Regions from separate parts of the Mus musculus genome. Here region 2 is linked to region 1. A link is a contact called in public HiChIP or PLAC-seq data. All regions are on one chromosome and are shown on one strand. Each heading gives the region's core, a stretch centred on a gene start, on an enhancer-like site or on the middle of the called end of the contact. The rest is flanking DNA. Distances are from core to core; before and after follow the strand shown.

Region 1 (6,729 bases), core at 1,220-3,719:
TCATAGGGCCAGGAGAAGCTCTGAAAGATCACCTGCTCTATCCCGAGAAGAGTGAAATCTCTTTACTAACGTCTTCTAGAGTGGAACAATTTTGGATAATTCCTAAAGTACTTCCTTAGAGCCAGGAAAGCCTCCTCTGGAGTCTAACCTGGGGCCATGAGAGCCAGGTTGCTGGAAAGAAAGGGGAGGGGCTCTTTTTTCTTGATGCCAAACAACCTAAGTTTTTCATTTGTTCGATTTTAAGTGAGTAGAGTCCCTTCCCTGTGTATAAAATGTGAACGGAGCCAGGAATGGTAGTGTGTGCCTTTAATCCCAGTACTCAGGACACAGAGGCACACAGATCTCTAAGTTTGAGGCCAGCCTGGTCTACGTCTCGAGTTCCAGGACATCCAGAGCTACATAGTGGGGACCTGTCTCAAAAAAGCCAAACCAAAACATTAAAACACCAGCAGGCCATGCCAGAAGACAGCACAGTGCTGTGTGGGCCAAGAGATGTTCAAAATAAACACAAAATTACAAACAGTTAGCTGTTTTTATTTCATCCCACCTTCGTTTTCCAGATTTCCAGATTTCTTTGGCTTAAAACCTTTCTTTGCCCAGAAAGCTTTCAGCCTTGACCTTGCTTCTGACAAGCTTTTAGCGCTTAGCGGCAAAGTGCACCCTCTAGTGGTGGATGAGGGAAAGAAGCAGACGTGTATTTTGCTAGGAAACCGGTGCTTCAGTGGCTCTGCCTCGAGAATTTCATGTCTGAAAATCAGCAACAAACAAGGATGAGGTGAAAGAGAAAGTTCTGGAAAACAAGGTCCAACTTGAACTTGCTTTTAAAATAGCTCACACAAATTGTCAGATAAATTGATGCGGAATAGTTATACAGCCATTAAAAATATGTGGGGTCTTTTTTTGTTTTGTTTTGTTTTGTTTTTTGAGATTGTAAGGGAGCATGCAAAGCTTAATTTAAGGAGAATAAAATCCCAACTTATTTTAAATATATATATAAAACCTAAAAGGAAATATGCCAAAATAAGGAGTTCTATTTGAGAGGTGAGGCCATACAGTTTAAATTTTGCCATGCTATATTTTCAAATTTCCACCTATTATTTCATAATCAGAAAAATGTTTTCTAAAATAGCTCCCACAGAAATCTGTTAAATTCCCCAGCCACCTAGCAATACATTGAAAAACAAGTCTAGAGCCAAAGGAAATGAAGAAATACTATGCCCAAAAGTTACAAGGTGACTTAAGAATAGCATTGGGGAAAGAGATGGAAAGACGCCAGGATCTGACCAATCTACTCTGGGGTCCAGTTGGAAAATTTGAGAAGTTCAAAGTATTTTTTCTTTGTTTTTAGTTAGGGTCTCACTATCATCTCAGGCTAGCCTCACACACATCCCCTCCTGCCTCAGCTCCCTAAGTGTTGAGATTATAGATGGGAACTGCTATACTTGGCAAAGTTTTCTATATTTCGATTATGCCCTTTGTCTTCCAAATACTGATTGCACGATAAACATGAAGTGTACTCAAAGCAAGGGAGAACCAGCCTAATAAGTCTACTCAGGACTTCTCGACCAACCGTGGAAATGTCAATGATGGCTTGGGCAGAGTCACCACCATAAAGTAGTTGACTCTGGACAGCGCCTCACTCTGCCTTTGCTCTCGCCTGAACGTCTCTTCGCTTCTGTCGGACAGTTTGTTCCTTCTATCTCTCCAAATCGTGTTCCTTTAGGAAGACTAAATTTCTTAGCATTTCCTCGGGTCTGGGTTTGCACTGCATCACGCATCTATTTCTGTGTATTTTTCTTCCCAGCTTCCTCTTAGTTCTCCCACCCCATTTTCGGGAGGTTTTTTTTTTTTTTTTTTCCTTTCGGGAGGTTTTTGTTTTGTTTTTGTTTTTTCGAGTTTTCAAGTCTCTATTTCTGAGACAGAAATTCTCTCCTGTTGGTCTCCTTTGAGTTAGGAGTTGTCTGATCATGGCTTTACCAGTGAGCTGGGTTCTGGCAGCTCTGGCTCTGGGCTTACATCTATCTCTGCTCCTCTCTCACACAGGCCCCTTCAAGCCCTGCGAGCACCTCTTTGAGAGCTGGGGCATCCGCCTTGCTGTGTGGGCCATCGTGTTACTCTCCGTACTCTGTAACGGGCTGGTGCTGCTGACAGTCTTTGCCAGCGGACCCAGCCCGCTGTCCCCCGTCAAGCTTGTGGTGGGTGCGATGGCAGGCGCCAACGCCCTGTCGGGCATTTCCTGTGGTCTCCTGGCCTCGGTGGACGCCTTGACCTATGGTCAGTTCGCTGAGTATGGAGCCCGCTGGGAGAGCGGTCTGGGCTGCCAGGCTACGGGCTTCCTGGCTGTCCTGGGTTCAGAGGCGTCGGTGCTGCTGCTCACACTGGCGGCCGTGCAGTGCAGCATCTCCGTGACCTGCGTCCGAGCCTACGGGAAGGCGCCGTCGCCTGGCAGCGTCCGCGCAGGCGCACTGGGATGCCTGGCGCTGGCCGGGCTGGCCGCAGCACTGCCGCTGGCCTCGGTGGGAGAGTATGGCGCCTCCCCACTCTGCCTGCCCTACGCCCCACCCGAGGGCCGGCCGGCTGCCCTGGGCTTCGCTGTAGCCCTGGTGATGATGAACTCGCTCTGCTTCCTGGTGGTGGCCGGCGCCTACATCAAGCTCTACTGTGACCTGCCACGGGGTGACTTTGAGGCCGTGTGGGACTGCGCCATGGTGCGCCACGTGGCCTGGCTCATCTTTGCAGATGGCCTCCTCTACTGCCCCGTGGCCTTCCTCAGCTTTGCCTCTATGCTGGGCCTCTTCCCTGTCACCCCCGAGGCTGTCAAGTCAGTCCTTCTGGTGGTGCTGCCTCTGCCTGCCTGCCTCAACCCACTGCTCTACCTGCTCTTCAACCCTCACTTCCGGGATGACCTTCGGCGGCTCTGGCCAAGCCCTCGGTCCCCAGGGCCCCTAGCCTACGCTGCAGCCGGTGAGCTGGAGAAGAGCTCCTGCGACTCCACCCAAGCGCTGGTGGCTTTCTCAGATGTGGATCTTATTCTGGAAGCTTCTGAGGCTGGGCAGCCTCCTGGGCTAGAGACCTATGGCTTCCCTTCAGTGACCCTCATCTCCCGACATCAGCCGGGGGCTACCAGGCTGGAGGGAAACCATTTTGTAGAGTCTGATGGAACCAAGTTTGGGAACCCACAACCTCCCATGAAGGGAGAACTGCTGCTGAAGGCAGAGGGAGCCACTTTGGCAGGCTGTGGCTCTTCCGTGGGTGGAGCCCTCTGGCCCTCTGGCTCTCTCTTTGCCTCTCACTTGTAAATATCCCTCTCTGTTTGTCCTCTTCCCGTCCAATGATGGCTGCTTATAAAAGAAAGACAACTCCAACTCCATAGCAAGATGGCCAACACCTCTGACTCCATTGTTCTCTCTCCACGACCCCTAACCAATGAGTGCTTCCAAGTCTTGCTTTGTCTTGGCCTTCAGCTTCACTTTCACCCTGGGCCTTCTCTGTCCAATCCAATACTTCTGACAGAGGCCTGGGAAATTTGCATAGGAGAAAGGAGAAAAGCAAAAGACAGTGAAGGTTATGGGGCCCTGACAGAGCCATGATCAGTAAGTGCAGAGTGATGGGGAGGTCTCACAGAGCATGACACTGGAAGACAACTACCAAAGACATTGGAGAGTCTCCCCTGTGACATATAGAATATAAAATGTGTTTTGTGTTCCATTAATCTTGACCTATGCTGTGCCAAAGTGCTTCCTGTTAAAATACACTTTGGAAGACATTGCATATTATGTCCCTTTCTTAGAGTCATGGGGTCATGTTAGTGTCTAAAAGGTCCTGAGAATTAGGACTTTTTGGCTTAATTACTACAGCAATTAAACTTAATTATTTGATGATACCTATATATTTGCTTTTCATGAAACACTTACAAATCTCTCATAGAACTTTATGGTTTTTCTCCCGGGGAATCATCTTCATACCATGGAGTACTACCCTATGACATCATAAGATGCCACCCTCTTTCAAAGCCCCTATGAAGCCAACCTGGGGTGAAGTGCCAGAGGTGACTGATGATCCGTCATCCAGGACAGATTTTGCATTCTGCTCCCCTCCCCACCTCACTTATCCTACTGGAACAGACACCTGGAGGAGCCTGCCCCATCTCCAAGGTGGGGCGGGGGGAAAGAGACCTTGATGTGTTCCCACACCACACCGACCCCAAGCAGTAATGAAATTTCTGCCCTCAGCAAGACAGGATTCTCAGGTCCTGGTAAGATATACACTGAGAAGTCTGTGGTTCTCTGGGCTTCCCCGAACTCTATGCTAACTTTGTATGGTTTTACATTGTATGCATCTCACTATGGCCTGGACCTCTCTTCTCATCCCAATCCTGTTACTGGTAGGGATGGAAAACCCAAGAGAAGGGATATTTGTATTGTGAATATTGCATTTTAGGGAGTGCTGTGGCTATCTGGGACTCCTGGATGCCCCCAACAGGCCTTTGATTCTTCTGCCTCTCTCCTCTTGATCTTTCTTACCCTCTGCTTCCCCAAGTGCAGTTGAGGTTCTATGCAGTGCCTCCGCCTCACTCCAAACACGGGAATTCAATCTCAGAGAGAGGAGGTAACAAGTGGGGAGAAGCCAAGACTCAGCAATAGACGATAATTGCTCCTGGGATTGCCCCCAACACCATTTACCTAGAAAGGACCAAGTTTGGATCCTGAAGCCCAGTGGAGCACCATTCTCTGCCTGAATCCTGTTGTGATCCCTAGCCAAGTCCTCTTTCCAAAAACTCCACCTTTAAAACAAGCTGAGAAGGCCCTTCTCTAAGTTTAATAGTTAACTTTCCATAGCTTAGCTTCTCTGCGGTCTCCTGAGTGCCCAGTGAAAATTCTGCCATAGGTCAACAAGTGAGGTGGAGAGATGAGTCAGAGGCCATGCATGGAGCTCAGAACATTTCCAAACCTCCTGTGATTCACTGAGTAGCCCCTAGACTCTAGAAGGCTCAGAAGCAGAAAAGGATGACTTTATTATTCCTTAGGGTCTTCTCATGGGGCCAGTTTCAGGAAGGGCATTCACCAAATGATGGCAGATTTATTTATCAATTGTTTCTGGGTGCCTGATTTCTTTATTTCCCCCGGGCTATGAGAGCCCTTGGTGGGAGGTCCCCCCACCTTGAGAATTGGTGGGTTTTGGTTTTTTTGTTTTTTTGTTTTTTTTTTTTTATTTCCTAGGGTTGGCTATTTTAGTTAGGGTTTTACTGCTGTGAAGAGATACCATGACCAAGGCAACTCTCATAAGGACAACATTTAATTGGGGCTGGTTTGCAGGTTTAGAGGTTCAGTCCATTATCATCAAGGTGAGAACATGGCAGAATCCAGGCAAGCACAGTGCAGGAGGAGCTGAGAGTTCTACATCTTCATCTGAAGGTTGCTAGCAGAATACTCACTTCCAGGCAGCTAAGGACTAAGGTATTAAAGCCCACACCCACAGTGACCCATCTACTCCAACAAGGCCACACCTCCTAATAGTCCCACTCCCTGATCCAAGCATATACAAACTATCACAATGGCAAAATTGGCATTCTTTTGGGGAGGCTTGACTTACAGCAAGTTACCTAGATTTTTACCCTGCTCTCTCCACCTACATCACTATGAGATCATTCTCCCCTTTGGAGTCAAGGAACTAGCCTTGGAGTGAAGTGGCCATGTGTTGGTGGTCTAAGAATGTAGGCATTGTTCCTTAAAGAGGTCTTCTATGAGAGTGAGCCAGCCCCTTTGGGCTGCAAGCTTTAGCATGGCACAGTTGTCACCTTACTGTCTGCTTCTAAATCTGGACATCAGCCAAAGTTCAACATTCTAATTAGAGAAGAGGCAAGGGAGGAGAGAGTTGAAGTTCCATAAACTTTTATTTAAACGTCTAGCTAGGAGTGGTGGTGCCAGTGTGGAGGTGGCAAGATCGAGTGTTAGGGTCATCCTCAGCTACATAATGAGTTTGAGGCTATCCTAGGCTACATGAGACTCTGTCTCAAAAAACAAAAGCAAGCAAGCAAGCAAACAAAACCTCCAACTACTAGTTCATATACATTTACCCCAAATAAGATTGAGTAGTTAAGTTTCCTTGTGTTTTACTTTGGGCCAAATTTCTAGCAAGCCAGAATGTTAGTACTTTGGTTATCTCCTTTGTGGTCAGTTGAAGACCATGGGTCTTCTTCTAAGCAAATTTCTGAGTCTCTGTTCTACATATTTGGATCTGACAAGAAGGACCATGAGTCTTTGACTGGTCATAGGATGAAAAACTGAACTGTTAGGAGCACCTAAGTCCTCTACTGTTATCATTAACAAAATCTTCCCAAAGCCATGGAAAAGAATCCACTCCAAGGCTGAGATGGTGGTGGTAGAAACGCAAGGGATTGGTATGTACTACCATGGGCTCTGTGTGCTGTGCCATTAGTTAGTGCCAACCACAATCTTCTCTTACACAGAGGAGAACTCATGGTAGGATCACAGCTTGTTAAGCATCTCATCAAAAGGAAAAAACCCAAAAACAAATGTAGAGCTAAAGTCAATCAGAAGACTATGAGTGGGCGGGGCTTCTTACTGGGCCCTACCTTTCCTCTTCACCTCTTCTCCTGCTCCTTTGGGCTCATTTTTCCAGGAAGAGTAAAGGCTTAAAGAGTAAGGGAGGAGAAGAAGGAAGAGCTGGCAATAGGCAGTAGGCTCTTGGGACAAGGGTGGAAGAGGT
Region 2 (6,729 bases), core at 1,718-4,217, 170 kb before region 1:
TTTATTTTATATATGTGAGTACATTGTTGCTGTCTTCAGACACACCAAAGAGGGTATTGGATCCTGTTACAGACAGTTGTGAGCCACCATGTGGTTGCTAGGAATTGAACTCAGGACCTCTGGAAAAGCATCAGTGCTCTTAACCACTGAGCCATCTCTCCAGCCCCTAGGGGGTGCATCTTATCCTTGTAAGGGGTTGGAAAGCTCCTGAGAAGCAGCAAACACCATCCAGTTTTTCCTCAAATCTTTTTCCCCCATGCAGTCAATGGAAGCCAGGGCCTGGTCTATTGTATGCTCCATCAGCGCTCTGTCAATGAGCTAAATCTCCAGACCCTGTCTTCAAATCCCCCCAGCAATAAGAGATCCTCTTCCAGGCTGGATATATTCACGGCTGAGTAGTGGCCTCACCCAAATCCTCTCACAAACCAAGGACAGATGTGGCTGTTTCTTACTGCAGATGCAGGGTGAAGAGATTGCTTATTCTACACGGAACATTCCAGTCTCTATTTCCAGGCAAAGGGGAGGCAGAACAGGGAGTGGGGGAGGGGGACCCAAGAGATCGAGGGTCAGTATAAAACTAGCTGTGGTTGGATTCACATTGGATCAAGGAGGGCCCACAAGAACTGAGGCTGTGAGCTCCAGCTAGACAGGCAGGGTAGGAATTCTATCCATCGAGTTAACAAATGGTTGGGTCCTTTTCTTAGATTTTTGGTTGTGAGCCTAGCCTTTAACGGCTGAGCCATCTCTCCAGCCCTGGTTGGGTCCTTTCCAAGAGACCAATAGCATGGACAGCAAGGATGACAAAGGAAGACTCTGCAGGCCCAGTATACCCCTGAGGACATTTGATTTCTTCTTGGTGGGCACTGAGTGTGATGAGAGGATGCAGAGTTCTGTTCTGGCTCCACTCTGGCTATATGGGAACAAGCAGGTGTAGACTGAGAGGGGGCCATGAGCTTAAGTGTTTATGATGGAGAGCAATTCAGTTTGAATGCCACATGAAAGGCCCAGGTCTGGGCAGCTCCTCTAACAGACCTGCTTAGTGCCACTTGGCAGCTGTCAGCGTACAGGAGTGAGAAGCAGACAACAAGCAGGGCCCAGAAACACGTGTGGGCTGCTGTCCCAGTGTGAGCACACGTGATAGGCCACTGTGTTTCCAGAGAGCGTGAGTATGTGTTCCCTGTAGGTGTGGCACCCTGTGGTCATCCCTGTGTATGATGTGTAGTGGTGCTCATGCCCCTGTGGGTCCGCTGGTCGGTGATATCTGTGGGAAACAACCAGCACCATACACACCCCCCAACACAAAATTGGTAATTTATTGTTGTCATTATTAGGAGGCAAAAAAAAAAATGTACAGTTACAAGGATCGTTTTCCAAACAGAGGTTAAATATGAGCTGAAAACTGTAAAAAGGAAGAGGAACATCACTTTACAAATTATTAAATTAAACAAACAAACAAACAAACAAACAAAACCAAAGAACCAACCCTCCCATGCTGAGTTCTCTCCTTGTACAACTCTGTGAAATGAGAACAGAAAATGAGATGGGCCGTGGAGGTGGGGACCCTGGGTAGGGGCAGGACCTGGGGCCAGGAACAGTGACAGTGGGGGTTGCTGGGACGACATGGACCCTGGTCCTCCCTCTTAGACCTGGTTGTACCTGGTGGCCCTATCAAGGCTGGGGACAGAAAAGGAGGCTCCTGCTGGCCTTCAAATTCAGGTCCTCCACTGGGAGACAGAGATACTTTACAGGACATGGGGACAACCACTGCCCTATGTGGCAGTCTCCCCTCTTCTGCATATGAACTTGCCCCACATCGACCCTGCATCTCTCTCTGCCTTTCCAGTTTGCCCCTCCCAGGTCCCGATTGGCCCCTGCAGCATCAAATGGTTGATCTTAGTCTTTGCTTAAATTAAAAAATTAAAATATATATACATATATATACTGTACACACAGGACAATAACAGAGTGTTGAAAGGGGAAGAGGAGGGTGGGGCAGAGAGTGAGGAGAGGGCTTGCGGGGCCAGGGCTGTTGACAGGGAGGGGAGTGGGGTAGCTGAAGGGAAAAAGAGAGCAAGGGAGAGAGGTTAGGGGACCAGACTTGGGGAGAGGGCAATTATTTTACAATAAAAACAGGAGTTGAAACCTCAGCAGAATAGGGCTCTAGGAGCCCCAGAGGGCCCTCCCCACACTGGGTGAGGAGGAGTGGGCTTAGGGAGAGACAACAGGGTGGGCGGGGAGCTCGGCTTCAGGTTAGGTGACTGTGGTCCCTAGTCAGAAGAAGAGCCACAGTCTCAGCTTCTCCGTGACTTTGAGTGTTGAATAAGCCACTGTAGGGTGATGTCTGAGGGGAGACAAGAGAGAAAGTTGTAAGGCCTCCCTGTGTGAGAAGGGCCTGGGAGGTATGAACAGTTAAGCCAGGTTCCTGCAATGGCAGCCTGGATCAAGCTTAGAGCTGTGACCCCACCCCCCCCCACCCCCCACCCCCAGCTCCACCCCCCCCCACCCCCACCCCCCGCACCAAAAGCTCCAAGCTAGTGATATAAAAGACACAAAGCCACAGCTAGCAAAGAAGGGACTGGAATACCTGCTCTAACCAATCTCAGAAGTGGAAGAGGGGGCAGGGCTAGGGTAACACCCAGAACTGGGGCCTCCTAGCTGCCTGCTGCACCCAAGGACAAAGTGGCTCGGTATGGACTTCCCAGATACCGCATCAGAAGTATCTTTCCCTTCAGCCCAGCCACTCCTGGCAGAGTGCCAGCAACTTCCCCAAGCCACGCACCTATGTTGTCCTTCTCTTTGCAGGATATGGAGTAGCAGCAGATCTCTCGGTCCTGGATAGCAGACAGGTTCCTGCGGGAAGACCAGAGAGGAGTCAGCGGATGCTGGAGCAGTTAAGGGACCAGGGAAGGGCAGGGTGTTTTTCTCAGTAAAAGGTCTACAAGAGGAGGGCGAGGCTTCTGGGAAAGATACGTTCTGCTGCCACCATGTGGTAAACACCAAGAACAGCAACAAGCCCAGCCCAGAAGCCTTCGGCAGCTGGGGAATTTGGGGGAGCTGAAGCACACAAAGAAAGGCCACTCAGCTCACATTTTCTCGATTAGCTCCTTCTCATCTAGCGCTCCGGCGAGGTCTCGCTTGTTACCAAGGACTAAGACCTATACAGGAAGCAAGCCGGGGAGAGTTAGAGCAAGGATACCTGGGTACCTCGGCTGTACGGCGCTCCCCCCCTCCCCCGCCCCCGCCCCGTGATTTCTGATCAGCTCCCTCTCCCACCCGCTCCATCTCCAGCTGACCGGGATGCCTTGTAGCTGTGGCTTGTCTAGCAGGTTGTGGAGCTCATTCTTGGAGGCCTCGATCTTCTCCTGATCCGCAGCATCCACCATATACCTGGGGAAGGCAGTGAGGGATACCGTGGGTTGAGGCACACAGGAAGAGGAGCTGCTGAGGGGAAGAAGGCCTCCAGTTCCAGCCTGGTCGCCTCTGGAGAAATGGACTACCCTGGTCTGACTCAGAGAACACTTTCCCAAACATAGGTGTGAAGCACTGCAGGCTCAGTCCTCTGTGGAACTGGAGCCTGTAGGATTAGCTGTGAGTCGGGCCCAAAGTGACCCATTTACATTTTCATGGAAAGCCTAGATAGGACCAGAGTAGAAAAGGAAAGGCCTCCCTACCAAGGGACAGGGTACAATGCTATTTTCTTTTTCTTTCTTTCTTTCCTTCCTTCCTTTTTTCTTTTCTTTTCTTTTTTTTTTTTTTGAGACAGGGTTTTTTTTCTCTGTGTAGCCCTGGCTGTCCTGGAACTATGTAGATCAGGCTAGCCACCAACTCAAGAGATCAGCCTACCTCTGCCACCTGCGTGCTGGGATTAAAGGCATGTGCCAGCTACCACCACCTGGCTACAATGCTTGTATAAAAACTCAGGTTTAAGCTGATCAGGAGGCAGAGACAGGTAGATCTCTTGTGAGTTCAAGGCCAGCCTGGTCTACAGAGCGAGTTCCAAGACAGCCAAGACCACACAGAAGAACCCTGTCTGAAAAACAAAACAAAACAAAATATACCAAAAAAAAAAAAAAGTTTAAACTGGGAATGGTATGCATGCATTTAATCCTAGCACGTGAGAGGGGGAAGTCTATGAGTTAGAGGGCAGCATGGTCTTTCTATATAGTGAGATCCAGGCCAGACGGGTCTACATAGTTAGATCCTGTCTCAAAAAACAAAAAGACAAAACACTGTTTATTCTATTAAGAAAACTAAACTGGGCATACTTTTTTTTATTTGTGTGTGTATGTGAGGTGGGGGGAGGGGGGCTGGAGTTGAATCCAGAGTGTGTGTGAGACTGGAGTTGAACCCAGAGCCTTATATATGCTAGAGCTTTCAGACCAAGTTACATCCCTTGTCTGGATAAAATTAACAGGCAAAGGAAGGAGTCACTTAAACTACCCAAAATTCAAGACATGGTGATTTGGATTGGGAGAGACACTGTAGGCTGGCTGATCAGATCTGTATATATATTACAATTTTCTTTTTTAAAAAAATATAAATTCTTTTTTAAAAATATATATATATTCAAATAAACAGTATGCAAAATAATAAAAGCAGGCCACGTCCAGGCAGCAGGCATTAACAGGGACCATGTGTGTGGTTCTGCATCAGGCCTGATGGCTTGCAGGCGGGAGGGTGGGGAGACCCTACTTACACAATGGCGCTCACTCCTCTGCAGTAGCGTTCCCACATGCTTCGGAAACGGGGCTGCCCCCCAATGTCCCAGAGCTGAGAGAGAAGAGGATAGGGAGAAGGTGGCCTCAGGAGCAGGCAGACAACTGAAAGCCATTGGGTTCTTAGCTTCCCTTCTGCAGTCTCCCCCCACCCTAAGGTCACAGCTCCTTCCCCCTCCTACGTCTACAGTGCCTATCTTCAGCTCCCTTTCCCCAGTCCTCCAGCAGCCCAGCCGGTTGCCACCCTCCCCTCCCCTGGCTGGCACTTCCCAGGTGCCGCTGTCGCCCTCCCTCACCTTGATGGTCACATTCCCTTTGGTGATTTTTCGCATGTTGAAACCCACAGTGGGGATCATGTCCTCATTGAACTGTCCTGACTAGAGAGAAGAGAGCCAGGATTGGAAAAGATGCAAACATTGTCAGGACCCAGATGTGATGGCCCTCCCTGGTGGGTCCAGAGCAAGAGGTTGCAGGGCGACTTTTAGGTGACCTCAGATTTCCTCTTGAATGTCTTCTGCTTTCAGGGAGCATGGATGTCATCAACTTACATGCCGTCCACATCTGGAGGTCTATGGGGAAGAGGTCACTAGCTAGCCCTTAGGTAATCTCAGGGTCTCTCAGTCTAGACAGGGAGAAAGCTATTCCCAAGGTCTAACCTACAGTTCTTGTTAAAAGAAGCCCCTTTACTTAGTCTCCAGTTGAGTTAGAATACATTACTTCTCAGGAAAAGAGGCTCACCACAAGAGACATGGCCAGGAAAGCAGAGATTATCAAAGTAGTAGTAAAATGTTTTTTAAAAATGAGGAGCCGGGCAGTGGTGGCGCACACCCTTAATCCCAGCACTTGGGAGGCAGAGGCAGGTGGATCTCTGTGAGGCCATCCTGGTCTACATAGGGAGATCTAGGACAGCCTTGGCTACATAAATAGACTATGTCTGAATAGGTGGGTTGGGACTAAATTCACCACCCACAAAATGCAACACATATTAGTATTCATCTGTTATCCTCTACCATGGATAATCCACAGCCTATTATTTACCTACATGTGTGTCTCCTCTCTGGGCTGAGAGCTTTCTGGGGGAGAGGAGCCAGGTCTAGAGTAACAGTGTTAATGTTTACAGAATGAGCTGAGAATAATTCCAGCTCCCATAATTCCTTTCAATGTCTGGTATTTTTCTCTCCCTGCATTCATTGTGTTTGAAATCTCTGGGTTAATCTAAAGTAGACACAGGCTTCAAATAAGGCCAGCCCTAACTCCTCCCAGGTCACCTTCCCGTCACGGTCACAGGTGGGAGCAGGAGAGACAGATGGAGGCCACACAGGAGAGGGTTGATGTACCTGGAAGCTGAGGGTGATGATCGTGTGCCTGTACCACAGCTTTTTGTCTCCTACCAGGTAGTAGACTACTTTGCTTGAGTCCCATACAGAGACCAGGGGCTCTGACCACTAGACAAAGAGCAGGAGATGATCAGTTCTCAGTCAGTGCCTGGAAGCCTCAGTGACGTGCTCCAGGTGTACCAGATGAGCGAGCCACTCCCCTGCCTCTGAAGGCCCAATGCCCAGTGACAAGGAATAGCAGGGAATCCTCATCTGAGAACTGCAGCTGGATTTTGAAAGTCCTCTGAGCCCCCTGGATGTACAGTCATCCACAGGGGTGGGTCCAGGGCCTGCCTCACAGCTCCTCATGGAGATGGCATAGCAATGTTCTGCAGGGTTCCTAAAACCCCCGAATTCAGGTGGAGGGGGAAGAATTAAGAGTTCAAGGTCAGCCTCAGCTAAATAGTAAGTTTGAGGTCAGCCTGGGTTATATGAAATTTGATCTCAAAAACCAAAAAATAAAATAAAATAAAATAAAATAAAATAAAATAAAATAAAAAAATGCCAGCACACATCTAACGATATACTTTAATTCTATACTTATTTATTTACTCTGTGTGTGTGTACACGTGCGTGTGCACATGCCACAACATGCTTGTGGAGGTCAGAGGACAACTCTTGGGAGTTGGTTCTTGCCT

Evidence for each region. HiChIP or PLAC-seq counts read pairs in DNA pulled down with a chosen protein or histone mark.
Region 2: a contact with region 1 is called in an H3K4me3 HiChIP or PLAC-seq map of embryonic midbrain, with 2.6 times the contacts expected there. The contact joins two enhancer-like sites. A contact is called at or near these places in 3 of 39 promoter capture datasets (the C10 cell line, the HPC-7 cell line and embryonic stem cells), 25 of 115 datasets of contacts at active chromatin or transcription factors (the NIH/3T3 cell line, SST interneurons, acute myeloid leukemia and 18 more) and 3 of 9 other capture datasets (adipose tissue, liver and pancreatic islet).

The regions. Positions count from the first base shown.
Region 1 is chr1:134,983,506-134,990,234 of GRCm38.p6, reverse strand. Lgr6 (leucine-rich repeat-containing G protein-coupled receptor 6) reads left to right here. Exons shown (of 18, transcript NM_001033409.3): 18 at 2,044-3,882. The coding sequence ends at 3,299. Among named protein-coding and RNA genes, the nearest start is that of Ube2t, 24 kb to the right of the region's middle. Within about 2 kb of position 2,469, at least 128 of the 459 cell types and tissues checked have an H3K27ac peak or open chromatin away from gene starts, as enhancers often do. A contact at or near this core is called in SST interneurons, forebrain and pancreatic islet, where this site is marked.
Region 2 is chr1:135,150,834-135,157,562 of GRCm38.p6, reverse strand. Arl8a (ADP-ribosylation factor-like 8A) reads right to left here. Exons shown (of 7, transcript NM_026823.2): 2 at 5,012-5,092; 3 at 4,697-4,770; 4 at 3,294-3,387; 5 at 3,088-3,155; 6 at 2,780-2,850; 7 at 1,295-2,341. The coding sequence ends at 2,292. Among named protein-coding and RNA genes, the nearest start is that of Arl8a, 7.4 kb to the right of the region's middle. Within about 2 kb of position 2,967, at least 114 of the 459 cell types and tissues checked have an H3K27ac peak or open chromatin away from gene starts, as enhancers often do. A contact at or near this core is called in SST interneurons, forebrain and pancreatic islet, where this site is marked.